Linked DNA regions of Mus musculus: region 2 is linked to region 1. The links are chromatin contacts, called in public HiChIP or PLAC-seq maps. All regions are on one chromosome and are shown on one strand. Each heading gives the region's core, a stretch centred on a gene start, on an enhancer-like site or on the middle of the called end of the contact. The rest is flanking DNA. Distances are from core to core; before and after follow the strand shown. Region 1 overlaps Rffl (ring finger and FYVE like domain containing protein). Region 2 holds the start of Ap2b1 (adaptor-related protein complex 2, beta 1 subunit).

Region 1 (3,967 bases), core at 945-3,444:
CATCAATCACTGATTAAGAAAATGCCTTACACCTGGTTCCTGAGGTATTTTCTCAACTCTGTCCCCTTCTTTCAGATGACTCTAGCTTGTGTGACAAGGTTGACTTTAAGTCCATGAAAACACTTCGATTTTGCAGCTTTTAAAAATTATGTTGCATTTCTTTTACGAGTGCGCCGGGTACTGTCTGTATGCTCATGGAGATCAAAGGACAACTTCAGAACTTGGTTCTCTTCCTTTCACAACGTGGGTCCCAGAGAAAGAACCTGGGTCATCAGGCTTGGCAACTGGAGTCTTTACCCCCTGAGCCAGTTCACGGATGCTGGTTTTGCAATGTTTTGTGAAGCTGTAATTATCTCAAAGTAAGAATGTGTTTAAGAGCACACACTGCCCTCCAAGGGGCTGGGCTAGATTCCCAGCACTACAGGGCACCTCACAACCAGATCCAGTGCTCCAGGGGACCTGACACTCCTGACTTCTGGGGACACATACAAATGTGTGCACAAGCAAAGCATTCATAGAGACAAGATTAAATAAATAAATATCCCTTTTTAAAAGAATAAAAGTTAAAAAAAAATAATCAGTAAAGGCTGGGTGTAGTAACGCATACCTTTAATCTCAGCACTCAGGAGGCTGAGGCAGGAAGAGCTCTGCGAGTTGAGGCAGTTCTAGGACAGCCAGGCTACACTAGAGAAACCCTGCATCAAAACAAAACAAAACAACTCCCCCAAAAAACAAAAATAATAAATAAAAATTAAGTACAATTACTGAACTGTCCACTGACTATGGAGAACTAGGAATGGTAAAACCTTTCTGTCTCGGGGGCTGGAGAGATGGCTCAGTGGGGAAGAGCACTGACTTGCTTTTCCCGAAGGTCCCAAATTCAAATCCCAGCAACCCCATGGTGGCTCACAACCACCCGTAATGAGATCTGACACTCTCTTCTGGTGTGTCAGAAGACAGCTACAGTGTATTTATGTATAATAATAAATAAATCTTTGGGCCGAAGTGAGCAGGGACTGAGCAAGTGAAGCGAGTGGGGCCAACTGGAGAGAGCAGAGGTCCTAAAATTCAATTCCCAACAACCACATGAAGGCTCACAACTATCTGTACAGCTACAATGTGCTCACATACACAAAATAAATAAATCTTTTTAAAAAAAGTTTCTGTCTAGCACAGCTTATTTCAGACTATTTTGCAGGCAATGTTATGCAAGGTAGGGAAAAAAAAAAGATGTGAGGCAAGGAATGACAGCCGGCTCAGATGAGATACACTCAGACCTGACCTGTGTGCTCTCCCTCCCAGGCAGTCTTCTGCTTCGCCCTATAGCTAAGAACAATGGCAGAAGTACCCACAGAGTGTGAATTCCCCATGCCGTTTCAGCTCAACAGGCAGATTGCCCGCCCTGAAAACCTTGTGTGGACCAGAGCAGTCAGACAAGCCCACTGTACTGGGTGTGGTTAGCAGACCAGCTACCTAGAGCCGTAGGGCAGGGCAATCAGTTGCTGCAAACAGGTTCACTTCTTCTGTGAGACTGGCTGGGCACACTATGAGTACTTGACTGTGGGTGGCTGTGGCTGTGGAGATAAAAGATAAAGCTGGCATTTCTATGTCCTGGGACACTCTCCCTTTGGGCCATGTTCTACTTTCTATGTGAACAGTATGTCTCAGCAGGGCAGACCAGCATGGCTTCTCTCTCAGCAACATCACTCCCAGCGTGCGGACTGCATGGCTCATGTAAGGACTTGTGAGGAAGGCTACTCATGAACAGGACGATGTATTCAGAACAAGAAAAGAAAAATGACCAGAAAGTCCCCATCGATGCAATCTCCCCGAAACCAAAGCTTTAGATAGTGAGCCAAGTATGCTTTTAAGGGTGCCTGGTTTATACATTTAAATTTTTTGGATTAAGAATAAATGATAAAACAATTCTTTAGTACTAACAAAAGCAAACTGGGAAGATAGAGAACAAATACATCATTTTAAAGTAGCATTCCACAGGAGGAGGCCCACGTTTAAAGAAGTTTTAGGCCCACATTCTATGAATGGAATCTGTCTATAAAGACCCATCTGAAAAGTGTGCGCTTTCGATGAGCTGAAAGGGTGTGTGGTGACGGCGGCCTGGCGCTGGGGACTCGGCCGCTACACTCAGCTGGTTCCGTTTCAATGCTGGTGGCCTCAGGCCAGTTTTTTTGTGTGTTTTCACATCTGTGGAACACAGGCAATACCAGCACCTGCCATCTTGCTGGTTGGCTGGGCTAGGGGTGGGGGTGGGAGACTGAATGGGTTAATATGGTAAAATTCCTGGCACACACTGAGTGGTTCAGTTTTGTTCTGTTTAGTTTCTGTGGTGCAGGAAGGAGCCCAGTGCCTGGCATGTACCAGGGAAGTAAAGCGCTCTACCTCCAAACGCCTATTTGGTCCACTGTGTTGGCGCTTTTCATTCAAGGAAAAGACAGCACAAAGAGACATGTCCCACACAGCAAGAGAAACACCGGTTTGGGGTTTTTGGTTTGTTTGTTTGTTTTGGCTTTGTTTTGTTTTTTTGGTTGGTTGGTTTTTCTGTTTTGATCAGTCTTACCCAAAGTTCTCTTGTATTTTTAGGTTGGAATAAACCTTCTCCTAACAACTGCTTTAGAATGAATACAGTTTCATTCAGAAAAAGATCACCATACGCAACGAGATGAGAAAAATCAATCCCACTGAACACACCCAGCTCCCCAAGCTCCTGTGGCCAGCCTAAGAGTCCAACAGGAAGGAGGCTGTTTGTAGAGACAGACTTACTACATCCGTCACAAAGGAAATGTTCAAAGTCACAATTCAAAGTCACAATCCCAGACTTCACAGGGCTGGCAGAGCCAATTTCAAAGCCATCTGTACTCTTACTCATGGGCACCCCATCTCTCCTAATTTAAGTCACACTAGCCAAGCCCCACTGTAAGACAGCTCACAGCCTGACAGCAGTAGGCTATCCTACCAACCAGTCATTAACAGGAAAGAAAGGCTCAAACCAAGGTCAAGAGCGGATCCTTAGTTGGCTGGGGAGGATGTGTTCTGGAGACGCTGTGAGGAAACCACTTGCTGTGAATTACCTGGGCTCCAGTCATGCCTTTCTCCCCTTCTAGCTTCCTCATCTATTCAGGCAAGAACCATGCGCATTCTTAGAAACAAACTCAATATGAGCGGTGGTGACGCGCACCATTAACTCCAGCACTCAGGAGGCAGAGGCAGGCAGATCTCTGAGTTCAAGGCCAGCTTGGGCTAGAGGGTGAGTTCCAAGACAGCCAGGGCTACGCAGAGAAACCTTGTCTGGAAAAACCGAGCAAGCAAGCAAGCAAACAAACAAACAAACAAACAAAAGAATCACAAACTCTCTCCAAAAGTGTTGAACAACGTTTGTACAAAGGCCATAGCAAGGCCAGAAGTCTGGACAGCTGTGTCGAGCCTAGACAATGCATTTTGTAATCAGCTTTGCTTCTGAACAATTGAAACCATCTCCGGTGCAGAGTCCAGACACAGGAAGCTGTGTTCCCTGCAAACATCCAAACAGCTTCGTTGTTGTTTAACTACCCAAAGAATGCTCCAACAATCTTTCAAGTTTGGAATTTCAAGCGACTAAACAATCAAACCAGAATGAAAGGCACACATGAAAAGAATTCTACCCTGCCCCAAACAGACACCAATTTCGACATTACAGCCGTGCAAATGACTAACGCTTCTTCACGCTTCTTACTCTGGGCTGGAAAGCAAGCACAGGCGAAGCGCCTCAAAGTACACATCCCAAAATTTCATTTTCTGTTCTCTCTCTCTCTCTCTCTCTCTCTCTCTTTTTTTTTTTTTTTTTTTGTGTGGTTTTTCGAGACAGGGTTTCTCCTCTATGTAGCTCTGGCTATCCTGGAACTCACTTTGTAGATCAGGCTGCCTTCCGAGTGCTGGGATTAAAGGCATGCGCCACCACCGCCCGGCCTGT
Region 2 (3,585 bases), core at 30-2,529, 450 kb after region 1:
GACAGTTTTCTGTGTAGCCCGGGCTGTCCAGGAATTCACATTGTAGACCAGGCTGGCCTTGAACTCACAAAGATCAACTTACCTCTGCCTCTTGATTGCTGAGGTTAAAGGCTTGTGCCACCACACCCAGTTGCCTTGAGTTTTTTGTTTTTAATATATAAAGATTTATTTTTTTTTTTTAATGTACACAAGTACACTGTAGCTGCCTTCAGACACCAGAAGAGGGCATCAGATCCCATTACAGATGGTTGTGACCCATCATGGGATTGCCTGGGAATTGAACTCAAGACCTCTGGAAGAGCAGCCAGTGCTCTTAAACACTGAGTCATCTCTCCAGTCCTACCATGAGTTTTTTAAGTTTCAAATCTGGCGGCTGGAGAGATGGTTCAGTGGTTAAGATCACTAGCTGCTCTTTCAAAGGACCTGGATTTTGTTACCAGCTCCCGCATAGCAGCTCACAGCTGTCTGAAATTCCAGTTCCAGGGGAACACTCTCTCACATACATACATGCAGGCAAAACACCAATGCACATTAAAAAACAAAATGAAAAAAAAAAGATTGTTCAATAGTAGAGTGAGGGGTGCCTGGTTAGAAGCACCACTAAGCCTTGGAGTCTAGGTATATAGATAGAGAAGTTCAAAGTGCTCTAGAGGCAGAAAGAAGCAAGAGGGCTTAGTTTTAGGCTTGTCTGAGTTACACAGCCCGACGTTGGTCTTTCTTTTCTTTTGAAGCTGGACATGGTAACTAAACGCCTGTACCAGTTTATAGTTTCCTAATGAAACCTGTATCCACAACCTGTTTTAGGTACCTTATACCACTCAAGCCTAAGGGCGGGGCAGGAAGGGGGCGCTAATAAGTTTCTCCAGTCTTGTTCAATGTAGGGATTCAAACTCAGATCTGAATGCTTCTTAGCCATCTTTGAGTCGCCGTCTCCTAGTTCATCCGTCCGTCTGTAGTCCTGGTTTCTATCACCTCTATGGGCTTCTTAACCTTACAAGCAAATTAGCTGAGGTTTGTGTTTGAGCAAATAGGATATCTCACACAGGTTTCACAAAAATCTTGTTCACGGGAATAAATCCCGAAAATACCCACTTATTGAAGATATCCGGTGGGAAAGCAACTGCGGGTCTCCTGAGTGTATAGGCAACTGCCCTATCCCTGAGACAGGGAAACCTTTCCGTTGCTGAGGCGACAGACACGACCTGGCCGTTTGGTTCTCCCGCGCACCCAGATGACGTCAGGCGGCGAGATTCTCTTACGCCAAAGCTTCCGGCTCACCATCTTTGTCCCTGGCAAATTGGGTTTTGCGCAGTGGCTTAGATCTAGAGAGAATCGTGACGGGCAGGAAACCATTACACCACCACCCCGGCTGTGCTCTCCGACTGCCGCCGCCGCCGCCGCCACCCCGCCCTTGCCTCCGGTGAGTTCAAGGCGGCTGGCTTTGGGGTGTGCCCTGACTGACTCGCGGTGCTTGTGAGGGAGGGGAGCCCCAAGCCGGGTCATAGGCTCAGGAGGAAAGGAGAGCCGAGGAGCGTGACGGTTGAGGGTGGAAGGAGTCCTCGGGTGTGACCGTTGTGAGGGAAAAGCTGGGAGAAAGTGCCTCCATCGTAGTGACCGTGGTGGCCTGGGGCTGCGCTCCGGTGTAGCAGCGGGAGTTGGGGGCTTCGGAGCGAAGCAAGGTTCCGAAGACCGGCTTGGGGAAGGCTCAGGCCAGGGGTGTGGCCGCTGGAGGCCGAGGGAGAACCACCCAGCTCTCCCGTTTGACATCTGTTCATTGAGAAAGAAGCTCCGACGTGTCTCCACGACTAGGGAGAAGGGATTCCCGCGACCGTTTGGTCACTGAAACCTCTCTTGTCGCACGTATTTGGGGTTAAGAGGCATCTCTCCTTACCTAGTGAAAATTGGACAGATTTCTTGACCTGGGGAAGTGGATAAAGAGAATGGGGACTAACTGTACTTCGAGGAAGGAAGGAGAAACCTGCATAATTGAGGCCACCCCCACCCTCTGTGTAAGAGGGGAAAATAAATCTTAGCATGGAATTTTGTTTTTCTTTTTTTTTTCCCCCCTCCCTATATTCCCTGGGGTTATCAGGAGCAGTCTAGTTTGGGCAAGGCTGTAAATTCTACTAGAAGTGAAAAAAAAAAAACAAAACAAAACCCTGGAATTTCCTGCTATTTCTTTATTCTTTGAATTCACAGGATGTATTAGCTTTTTGAGCAGCCCTCTTTTTAGGAGAAGGCTCTTATTAAACTCAAGCAATTTAGTTATGAAGCAGTGTGAATGTGTCATGGATGCTTCGCTGAATTTTTTTACTTTTAGAAGGGAGATTTTTTTTTCTTTTATTTTAGTGGCCAAACTTTTTTTTTTTTTTTGCAACCTTTGTGGTTTAAAAGACAAAGAACACACTGTAAGCTCAGTAAGGCTAGTGACTAAGAAGGAAGGTGGTCTCTTAGAGAGGAACAATTTAAATTATTAACTGCTCTCCTGTGCAGTTCACTGCTTAGCCTTAGGGTGCACTTACAAGGTAATAATAGAAAGCGGCAGGTGAAGTAGGTGCAGCCATCGGTAACACATTCCAGTGATGACTAAGTGAGGCGGGCGGGCATGTAAACTGAGAACTGAGTAGGTGCCTTGCAGGGTAGACTCCCTGAGAAAGAGAGGGGAGTGTGCGCTGCAAACAGCTCAGTCAAGTTGTGTGGTAAATTAAAACAGAGTAAATATCCTGATGAATTAAGATCAGAGAGGTCCCTCGCATCCTTTTCTTCTGGAAAAGATTTTGCTTTCGTCTCAAGGCACACATTTGAACCATGTTAGACAAGGGGCATTCAGAAGGAGGATAGCATCCCCATTTTTCTTCTTTCCTCCTGGGCTTAAGTTTTCCAAAATGTCCTGGCATTTCATAACAGTTGGGTGTAAGACTGTTGGGCTTCTTTCTTTCCGTATAATCCTATATTAATAAATTAACTTGTAGTTATTTAAATAGAAGCCAGAGGTGGATTTAGCTTTTAACGTTTTATTTCTGACAAGCTAAATTAATCTGAGGCTGCTGCTGTCCTTATGTTATGAACATCTGGCCAGCAATGGTCTTTATACCACTCATCCTTGTAAGCAGAGGTGACTGGAATGACTTTCTGCTTTAGAATTTACTGAACTCTGGCTAGTATTGACTTCATGTGCAAAGGAGGGCACAGTGGTCTTGCTAGTGCTAACGCTGGCTGCCATTTTCCAGAGAACCATTTGAAATTAAGACCTTATAATTTTTTTTTTCTGACTGTATTCTACCCAGCCTATTAATCTTGTTTCACTGCTGAGCTGCTCTTTTGGGGAATTGGAGGAAGGGAAGGCTGGAAGGAGAGAAAGGACTTCGACAACCTATATTTATCAGAAACTAGGTTATGTTAATCTAGATATATAACCTTGTACAGGGAGGCCTGGGAAAGGCAGTGGAGCAATGCTGTGGACTAGGACAAGTCCAAGGATCCTTGCCTTGCCCTGTGGCTGCTCTGTCCTTTAACAATGTCCCCAGGCCACACGATAAGTCAGTCAGTGACCTTTCAGGTTTCATGTCGTATAAGATTGTGTAC

What was found. HiChIP or PLAC-seq counts read pairs in DNA pulled down with a chosen protein or histone mark.
Region 2: a contact with region 1 is called in an H3K4me3 HiChIP or PLAC-seq map of stem cell-derived neural progenitor cells, with 12 read pairs. The contact joins the promoter of Ap2b1 here to the enhancer-like site in region 1. A contact is called at or near these places in 12 of 39 promoter capture datasets (the 3T3-L1 cell line, 3T3-L1-derived adipocytes, the HPC-7 cell line and 7 more), 1 of 484 Hi-C or Micro-C datasets (CD4 T cells), 4 of 115 datasets of contacts at active chromatin or transcription factors (bone marrow-derived macrophages, embryonic stem cells, epiblast stem cells and 1 more) and 2 of 9 other capture datasets (adipose tissue and liver).

The regions. Positions count from the first base shown.
Region 1 is chr11:82,854,032-82,857,998 of GRCm38.p6, forward strand. The region is part of intron 1 of Rffl (ring finger and FYVE like domain containing protein); the gene reads right to left. Among named protein-coding and RNA genes, the nearest start is that of Rffl, 15 kb to the right of the region's middle. Within about 2 kb of position 2,195, at least 56 of the 459 cell types and tissues checked have an H3K27ac peak or open chromatin away from gene starts, as enhancers often do. A contact at or near this core is called in liver, neural stem cells, stem cell-derived neural progenitor cells and 1 more, where this site is marked.
Region 2 is chr11:83,301,418-83,305,002 of GRCm38.p6, forward strand. Ap2b1 (adaptor-related protein complex 2, beta 1 subunit) reads left to right here and starts at 1,280. Exons shown (of 22, transcript NM_001035854.2): 1 at 1,280-1,420.